Regions from separate parts of the Mus musculus genome. Here region 2 is linked to region 1. A link is a contact called in public Hi-C data. All regions are on one chromosome and are shown on one strand. The core of a region is the stretch at or near the end of the contact, and the rest is flanking DNA. Distances in the headings are between cores, read along the strand shown.

Region 1 (4,458 bases), core at 714-3,213:
GCCTACAGACAGACATAGCCCTAGCCAGGTGACTCAGGTACAGATCTTGCAGGACTTTAATAGGAGGGACAGGTTAAGGAAGAAAATCCCAATGCACCCCAGTGGTAAAAACAGGAAAAAGCATTCTGGGGTGAATTTAAATACTACCTATTAGAATAAAAGCAAAGTGGATGAATTGACCAACACTGGGTGGGGTTAATGAGAGAAAGCTCCAAGGGAGGAAGTAAGTTTTCAGTAGAGGTTGAAGCAGGGGCAGGGCCATGGCTGGGGCAGAGGGAAGAGGAACTATATACTGTGGGGGAGGTGGCATGTCTTTGGGAAGGGTGCTGTGGCTACACAGTGGCCCTGGAAGCTGTGTCTCACTTGACAGTCATGTTCAGAGTTAGTATCAATGGACTGAGGTAAATTTTCAAGGAAGAGTCATGTTCGATATTGACATCAGAAGTGTGGTCTGGGCACACCCACTTTGGAACGAGCACACCCTGGATCCAGTCAAGTCTGAGTTCACCTCTGAGCGAGGCCACTTATAATCTGGTCAACCTCACAGGTCTCACCTCCCTGAACTGTAAAATGAGGAAATTATTTCATAAGGCTCTGGTGAGGATGAAATACAGGGAGATAACGGACACAAAGTGTTTAGTTCCTTACCTGATAAAGAAGGGCTCCTGAGTGTTCGAGTGGTTGGGAAAACAAGGTCTACTGCTCACAGGCCAGAATGACAGCTAGGGGAAACGGCTTCAAGTTCTCAAAAGGGAAAGTGTAGCTTGGGGGTGCCTAGATCCTGAGCTCAGCCAATCGGTCTCCGTCTCCATGTGTTCCTGTGATGAAGTCAGCCCAGATCTGCACACAGCTCAAAGGCTGGATCTAATTGATGCTTGTCTGTAGAGCTAAATATCAGCCTCTGAGGCTAGTCTGCTGCAGACTGAGCCCTCACTACCAAGATTTAGTGAATGGCTCAACGCTGAATGGAGTTAATGAGAAGCAGAAATTTCCAGCCACACGTGTGCTGATAAACGTGGAACAACCTACCGTCTGGATTTGTGTAGTGTTCACCTATTTCCATGGTGCAAATGGTTGCTCTGAGGCTGATGCCAGGCTACCAGGATGATGTTTCTGACTGTGGAGCTAGGAAGAGATGCTTTCTCAGCTCTCGCACACCCCTGCATCCATACCCCCATCCCTGAAGCTGGCTGAAGCTCCTCTCACAGCAGGGTGGGCTCCTGTTCTTCAGGCCAGGCTTTCTTGCCTTATTCCTGTCCGGAGGAGTTGAAGGGGAAGGGAGGGGAGGCATTCCTACTTTCTCCTCTGTCCTGTGCTCGGCAGAAGTATAGCTTCCCACCCAGGAGCCACTTCCTCTCTGTCCAGTTCCAGACTGATGAGCAAGTCCATTTTCCCCATGAGCTGAAACAAAACAAGACAAAACAGAAAAGTGGTCCTCCCATGAGCCTTCGTCAGAGCTCAGCTTTAAGATGAATCAGGGCAGGCCCAAGTGCATACTCTGGCGTCTTGGGGTTTACCAACACACTTCCTCCACAGAAATACTGTTGCTGCTCTTTCTCTTGCCCCTGCGAATGAGGCAGCGACAACTCAGCCACACCTGCACCTGGAGGTGAGGTGGCCAAGGCTTCACACTCCCAGCTTCCCCTTACCGCTACAGCAGGGAGAGTATGACTTCATCAGTTCAATGACAATTCTAATTCAGGGGGCGGGATGCTGGAGACAGAGGTCTCAGCAGTCCTCTGTGTGTTCCCTTGTAAAGATGAAGGTACTGAGGCCAGAGGGCAAGGTCTCAGGCAGGTCACTTCTAGAGACGGTGTTCTCTCTCCCCTCTCTCTCCCCTCCCTCTCCTCTCTCTCCTTTCTCTCCCCATCCTCCTCCCCACCCCACCCCACCTCTGCTGCTGCTGGGCAGTTTTCTGAGAGTTAACACTGATATTTTGCTCACGTCATTTCTTCTATAACCGCAGTGCTTCTGTGGGAGTAAGCACCTGCCCCCAGCAAGTTCTACACCTTCTTCTTCTTGCTCATAGCCCTGGGCATCCTGGCAGATTTGCAGATGATCCAGATCCACTCCAGCTCTGCAGTGAAAGGAGCGATAGGAAAAGCAGAGTTGGGGGTAGACACCCAGGCAGTTCTGTCTTAGGATATCTTCCTTCAAGTCCGGGAAAGAGCGTGTGTCCTCAGTGTCCTCCTGTAGCAACAGGCATCTCCAACTACCAAGCACGCCTGCATTGCCTACGTTAGCCAGGAATATGACAAGCCATACATACAAAATAGGGACCTTCTACTAGTCCCCTAATTGTCACCCGGAGCTTGTCTGTGAGAGTAGCTGCCCACTAAGCCCTAGGGATAAAGGGAAAGAGAAGAGCCTACAGCTTCCCACAACCTCATCTCTGACCACCAGAGAACCCGCCCTTTAGCACGGAGTCTTCTCCTAGTGCTTGAGAGCCACACTGGGTCCATGCAGTGAGGATATGGCTGCCTGTGAACCTCCTGGTTCACGGAGAGTGGAAAAGCTCTTTCCTAAATCTTACTAGACAGTAGTTCGCATTTCCTCCGTGGGGACCTTATCTGCTAGTACATTAAGACCCCAACCCAGCTCTGCCAAGAGACTGTTATGCTCTGCGGCTCAAAGAAAAAAATGTAGGAGAGGAGTTGATTAACTGAGACCGGAAAAGAGCTTTTTCTATGTATAAACAATGAGCCCATGTTCCTGGCAGGTCAGGTGTCCTGATCTCTCTCCCAGGTGGGAGGGAAGAACTGCTGGCCGCGCTCCTCTCACGGCCCTGAGTTTAGGAACAGGATTTCCTCTGCACATTGTCAGAGAGCAGATAAAAATCTTAATCTCAGGCACACACAGCCGCAGGCCTTGGGGCCTGCCACTGTGTGCTTAGCTTTCAGAAGTGAGAACGAACAATGGCTTTGGGACTCAGTATATAAGTGGGGAAGGCAAAGAAAGAGACCAGGGTGGAAGCTAGCGGGATATACAAACTTGCTGTGGAAGATGCAGGGCCATCCAGAGGGTCCAACCTGCACACAAGGCTCAGAAAATCCTGGGTCCTCTTTTACTGTTTTTGGCTTTCTTGTACCAGGTACAAAGCACACTGGATAGAGGTCTTTACCATTTTGTTTGTTTTCTTTGTGTGTGTGTGTCTGTGTATCTGTGTAGTGGATGCACACTTGTGCAGATGCACTCGTGTGTGTGTGTGTGTGTGTGTGTTTGTGTGTGTGTGTGTGTGTGTGTGTGTGTGTGTGTGTGTGTGTTGGAGGTTAGCTTTGGGAATCTTACCTTTATCATGCTCCACCTTGTGAGCCAAGGTCTCACACTGAACTTGAAGCTTGCCTGCTATCCAGCCCCACACAGGTAGTCACCACCACTGCTGGCTTTTATGTGGGCACTGGGGTTCTAAATGCATGTCCCCATGCTTTCACAGCAAGCACTTTACCCACTGAGCCATCTGCTTCTCACGACTGCCCCACACTTTTTCTTAAAGTGCTCAAATAGAGGCACTCGCCTCTGCGCTGCAAATCGGGCTCTTAGGAAGAGCTTGGCATCTCAGCAGAACTCAGAAGCTGGGAAAAGTTTCAGTCTTATCCTCCCAAATGTTTGTGCTAAGAGCTCGCTCGCTCACTTATTTTCCCAACATGCATCCTGTGCCTTTTCAGAGTAGGAGGAGATGAGAATTTTAGAAGTCTCATTTATTATGTGGTGCTGTATCAGAAAGTGCTCTGCACACAATTTTGCCATTGCCACACTTAACTGCAAAATATTCCTTATGGGAACATACAGCTTATCCCTATTGAAGGAGTTGGCCAACCAAGTTAGCATGAGAAATTTTAGGGTGTATACATGTTGAAATGCAGACCCATTCTCCACAGGATCCCTCCATCCCTAACTCCATTTTGATGAGCGTGCACTAAGCACTCGCTGTGTGGCACTGTGCTATCTAAATGGTCTCTACTTATAGCATCTCCTTTTATCCTCAATATCCCACAGTCCTTGGGAAAAAATTCTTAAGTTCTTCAGGTGAGCAGTATGCATATGCAGACTAAAGCTCCGATGCCCACCTACATGAGTCAGTCCCTCCTCAATCTCACCATCCCTAAGCCTTGTTCCTGAGCTCATTGAGTAGAGAGGAGGCCTGAGTAAAGAGCCAACAAGAGAAGCTGAAGCCCTCTGCCAATACAGAGGACCTGCAGCAGATTCCAGGCTCCCGGCTGATTCACTGGCTTTCACAGCAGCAAAGAAGGGCTCTGTACACAGCGTAGGCCGAACTCAGAGGACTCAGATTTTCCTTCTGATGGTGCCTTAGGAAACAAAGGAAGTCTAGGGTTTGGGGTCACTGAAATCTCATTCTATGGACTTTCTGCTGCCGATGCCTATGGTAGGATCTCAAAGCCGCCAAACCAAGGGACATATAGCGGCTACACCAGGAAGAGGTGCATGAATTATTTGCCA
Region 2 (4,864 bases), core at 298-2,797, 230 kb before region 1:
GCCATGTCCTCAACTGAGGGGCTTGGCAGACCTTCCTTTTGTAGCCAAGTTGTTTATTCTCTCAGTGTCTCATCAGTAGTTTTAGGTTACTATATGCTAAAACTCAACTATAATCAAACCTCAGGGGTTGTGAGTTTGACCTGGGGATTTGTGTGACTTAGGCTGCTCTCCTCTCATCTGTGCAATGGACAGAATAGCATTCATTCTGACCAAAGGCAATGTAAGAGGACCCACAGTGGGACATCTGGGACAGTTTTCCCTCTAAGTCTCTCAGAGAGAGGAGTGGGGGGAGAGACAGAAGGAAGGAATATAAAACATTCTTCCAAATTGGTCATTAATGAATGGCTTTAGGTATAGTCTTTTTCCAGGCTCTAGATGAAAAAGAGACTTTCTTCCTTCGTAATTACAGCTTAGTGGGTGATGACATACCCAGACATGGATTTCCAGTAGGTCACCTGCAGCTGGGTTATGAATGGGCCTTTATCGGTGACTGTGACTAGGAATAGGGAATAAAGTTCAATAATGGTGATTCACAGGCCCAGAACTCTGTACTGAAGCCAAAACCAGCTCTTACCCTTCCCCCTTCCCCTCAGTCACATGTATGTATGAAGTGTTAATTAGTGACAAGGGGCCACCTGGGTCTTAATCCCTCTGTGAAAGACATGAGGCTACTCAAGGAGTGTTCCCATTCCTTAACATGAAGAACAGATGGTGCATTCAAGCAAGGCATGCAGCACTTAAAATTCATTAAGGAGCCACCTTCTTGCAGAGCAAAATTACCTGACCTTGGATAAAGCATGCTCTTTGTGCTCAGTTTCACTATCTCTAAAATGGGGCCAGACTGACAGGGAGGAAAGGAGACTACTATTTAACAATGAAGTATTATCCTATCCCTACACCTAAATCAATGAATTGAATAGATGCGTATTACACATTGTGCTAGACACAGGCAAAAGGGACTCATAATGATAACAAATTGATTATCTCAGCGTGTAAGCACACTCTGAGTGCTCAGCATTTTTCTAAGGTTACAAGGAATACAGACAACAGTGAGCATGGGGCTGGCTCTCAGTGTTGTAATTAGAAGGGACTGAGCATGCACCTATGAACAAGAGAAAATGGAGCTTTTCGACTGTGTCAGTCTGATAACCGTAAACAGTACGGTAAGGAGGTACGTCTCGGCGGAAGCCAACATTGTGCTTGATGTAGCCCTCACTCAGCTAACAGGCAAGGCAGGCTTTCTTTCAAGCCATGTTATCTGCCCCCACATCTCGACCTAATTTAACAAGTTGCCATGGGAGCCCTGCTAAGGTTGGTGCAATTTTCTTATCTTTGAAGGAAGAATGTAACTGTGCAAGAGAATGTGAAAATTCCATCTCTAACTGATTTCCACACTTACAGTGCAGTAACTAAGATCTCACAGGAAGGAGGAGAACGTATTCCTGTAGAGGCAGGAAGGACTGAAACCTCAGTCCCTCGTCTAGGGGTGTGGTGAGATGCTCTTCTCACTTAGGTACACATACGCACATGCACGTGGTCCAGGCCAGGCAGCCATGATAAGCACATGTATGTAGTCCAGACCAGGTAGCCATGGTGCAGAAGTCTGAGTGCCCCTATTATAGGTCACACACAAGCTTCAGCAACTGAATTTTATAGGACAGAAAGGGGACAGAACGAGAGACAGGAAACTAGTGCAGTGTTTATACACATGTCAAGAGCACTGCCAACAGTTACCTAGTGATTTCCACTTCTCTAAGTACTTTCCAAATGCCAGGTCATCCTAACATGCCTGCATGAAGTTAGATCCCCATTTGCAGCCATCACCTCAGGTAAGAGACAACACAAGGCAGATGCGTTCCATCCCTTGTCCACCCCTATTTCTGGGATGGGGCCACCAGGTCACAGACTCAGGGAACCTGTAGTGGAGGCAGGAAGTGTTCCCTGAAGACAGAGATCATGGGGGAAACTGCCAAAATTTGGTCTGCTATCACACCTAACAAATCCCAACCATTATTTAGACCACAGCAACAAGAGATTCTAGTTCAAGTCTAAGGACGTGTAGAATAAACTGGATAAGACTGACTCTGCTTGGGGTGGGGGTGGGGGTGGTGTCTTATCCACACCCAGTTGGTGCTCATTTTCTGAAATAATCAATTTATTACAAGTAGGGCTTTCTTCTCACCATGTCTAGCGCAATGTCTAGCACTCATTTATTTAATCGATTTGGTTCAACTGTGCTTTCACACGTCCCCCACTGTCGGGATAAGGGTGAACAGTTCTACTTCACTAAAGTAGAAAAAGGTACAAGGTGAATTTGCCTAAAATCACACAGTGTGTGAAAGCTGAGAGAGAGTGCAGGGAACTTCTGGTTTCTGGTCTATTGTTCTCACTACTACTGGAGTTTGAAAAAGTTAAATCCATAATTGTAAAAAAAAAAAAAAATAGAATCTAAATGTGGACAAGCCTTCATTTTTTTTTCATTTGGAAGGGCTTAGTCTTTGAGAAAGTGAAGGGATGATGATCCCTTCCCCCTCCCTTCTCCTCCCCTCCCCTCCCCTCCTCCCTCTCCCCTCCTCCCCTCCCCTCCCCTCCCCTCTATTATCTGAGCACTACCCTAGCTTTTGTCCTTTCCTCTAAGCAGCCCTCTCCCCTCCCCACTCCATCATGGCATCCAGATGGAGAGAGACTAGTCTCAATTGCAAAGTCTTCCACTCTTCTACACTTTGAAAGACTTCTTGTACTCTTTCTCATCTCGGATATCTTCAATGAAAATGAGTGAATTTCACAATAATGTGCTCTCCAGAGACAGGAAAAGATCCTCTTGAAATGTGCCAAGGCCCCCTACTAATATCTTTTTTTTTTAAAAAAAGAAGGTGCTCAAGTTTGTCCTTTTCTCATGATTCTTCATTTGGTCCTTGCTGCCACTCCCAATCATGGATTTAATTCCTGGGCACCCTTTGATGCAATGACTACCCTAGCTAGGGGCTTTGTGGAGTGCAATATAGGGAACATATTCTTGATCTTGAAAGGAGGAATAATTTTTCTAAGTATATAAATTTCACTTTTAAGGATCTCTTAATTTTCAGAAAAATTCCAAGACTATTCTATCCCACTTGAAAAAAATTTCAGTTATGTCAACAGAACCGCCATGTCTGCTGCCCATCTCCAGGCACACAGAGCCCACGCCTGTCCAGTGGAAGACATCTTAAGAGGATGGCACAAAACAACATCGGACTAACAAAGGTTAACCAGGGCTCTTCTCAAGTGCACTCTGTAAGCCCTGAAAGCACTACCGCCTTGTAGAGGGGATCTGATGCTTAGCACACGGATTGTGCGATGCTTTTGAATATTTCTCAAGCTCTCCCAAGGCTCCTAGGTTAAGTCCGTAGGAGCTGCTGCTCACTGGAATGGAGAAATGCCTGGCTCTAACCATGAGCTTCTCATCCGAGCCCTAGCTTGGTGAACTTCATCCATTCTCTGGGTTCTTTCTGAAATCCCTACTAATCTAACGATAGCTTTCACACCTGGAAGGAAACCAATCCTAAAGTGTAGTGGCGGTGGTCTTGTTGTCGTTACTATTGCTGCTGTTGTTGGTAAGTGTTTGGCTACGGAAGCCCAGGAAGGAGGTGGCTAGGGCTGAGATCTCTGTTCCTACATTCAGTCAGCAGGCTGCCATGATAACCAGACTGTGAAACTCTTTGGCATGCAGGCCCTTCAACTCTGCCTTTGAGAAAGCCAGCAAAAGTCTGGTTTTGTATTTGAAAAGGTCTCCCCAGAGCAGGCCAGCAAAAGTCCCTCCATACTACTCATGAGGCAGTTCCCAGAAACTCCCAGTCATCACAGGTCCCTTCCCCAGACACGAAAGAAGTTCAAAAGTTACATTTCCACCACTCTTAAAAGCGAACCCTTGAGAATGAATGATACTATTGGCTTCCAAAAATCAGTGGCTTCTCACAAGCAGAATGGCTTGAAACTAAAGACCCTTCAGAAACATCTACACTTCACAAAACTAAAAAGGGACGCCCCTGGGTCTCTGTGCCTTACACTTGACCTGGCCCACAGAAACATGCAATTAGCCACCTAGAGAGGGGCTGGGTGCCTACCTGTGTAGCCAGCCAGGGCAGCAGCAGGAATGACAGGCTTGTCCTTGTTGAGGTCAGCACGGTCACGCACATAGTCCTTGAAGGTGCCCTTGGGCTTGTGGTTGGGCAGGGCAGCGGGATAATCCTCGTAGTCGAAGCTGTCATAGGAGGGGACCCGCTGCAGGCTGTTGAAGGATGACTGGCTGCTCCAGGACTGGGTGAGGCGGTCACAACTATCGTAGCTCTCTACGCTCTCAAAAGAGTCCTGGCCCCCGAGTTTACCTGGAGGTAAATGAGGAGGTAGGAAGAGGGCAGGGAAGAGGGGTTGGGGAAAAAACAGCTGTAAAATCCCTCTTATGGAGGACAGATTGCTAATTAGATCTGGACAGGGAGGAAGGGAGAGAGGGCCCAGGGATACAGGAGTCCCAGAAGTCCTGAGTCTACACTAGGGGAAAGGATGCTGGCCTGGCCACAACATGAGTGCTGCTGCCACTGCCTGGCTTATAGTTCTGAGCATAGTAGCCAAAGTAAGGCTCTACTCCTCGGAACTGTCATGAGGATGGGACCTCAAGAATTCTAAAGCCAGAAATATAGAAGCTTGGAGCCCTACTTGTCATGAGATTTCTGGTTACTACAGTAGATTTAATAAGTTAATAAAAAAAAAAAACACTGTCAAATTATTATTTTTTTCAACTCCAGACAATGGAATTATTTCTGAAGGCCCATTGGTAAAATGTTTTGATCATAAGAAAAAAAACATTCTATTAGATTAAGGGCAGATT

Evidence for each region. Hi-C and Micro-C count contacts between places; a contact is called where the count stands out from the background.
Region 2: a Hi-C map of CD8 T cells shows a contact between it and region 1, with 4 times the contacts expected there. The contact joins two enhancer-like sites. A contact is called at or near these places in 11 of 484 Hi-C or Micro-C datasets (CD4 T cells, CD4 single positive thymocytes, CD8 T cells and 2 more) and 4 of 115 datasets of contacts at active chromatin or transcription factors (bone marrow-derived macrophages, double positive thymocytes, microglia and 1 more).

Annotation. Positions count from the first base shown.
Region 1 is chr9:32,504,691-32,509,148 of GRCm38.p6, reverse strand. The region is part of intron 1 of Fli1 (Friend leukemia integration 1); the gene reads left to right. Among named protein-coding and RNA genes, the nearest start is that of Fli1, 35 kb to the left of the region's middle. Within about 2 kb of position 1,963, at least 134 of the 459 cell types and tissues checked have an H3K27ac peak or open chromatin away from gene starts, as enhancers often do. A contact at or near this core is called in CD8 T cells, double positive thymocytes, regulatory T cells and 1 more, where this site is marked.
Region 2 is chr9:32,737,599-32,742,462 of GRCm38.p6, reverse strand. Ets1 (E26 avian leukemia oncogene 1, 5' domain) reads right to left here. Exons shown (of 10, transcript NM_001372534.1): 8 at 4,104-4,364. Among named protein-coding and RNA genes, the nearest start is that of Gm3331, 43 kb to the left of the region's middle. Within about 2 kb of position 1,547, at least 35 of the 459 cell types and tissues checked have an H3K27ac peak or open chromatin away from gene starts, as enhancers often do. A contact at or near this core is called in CD8 T cells, double positive thymocytes, regulatory T cells and 1 more, where this site is marked.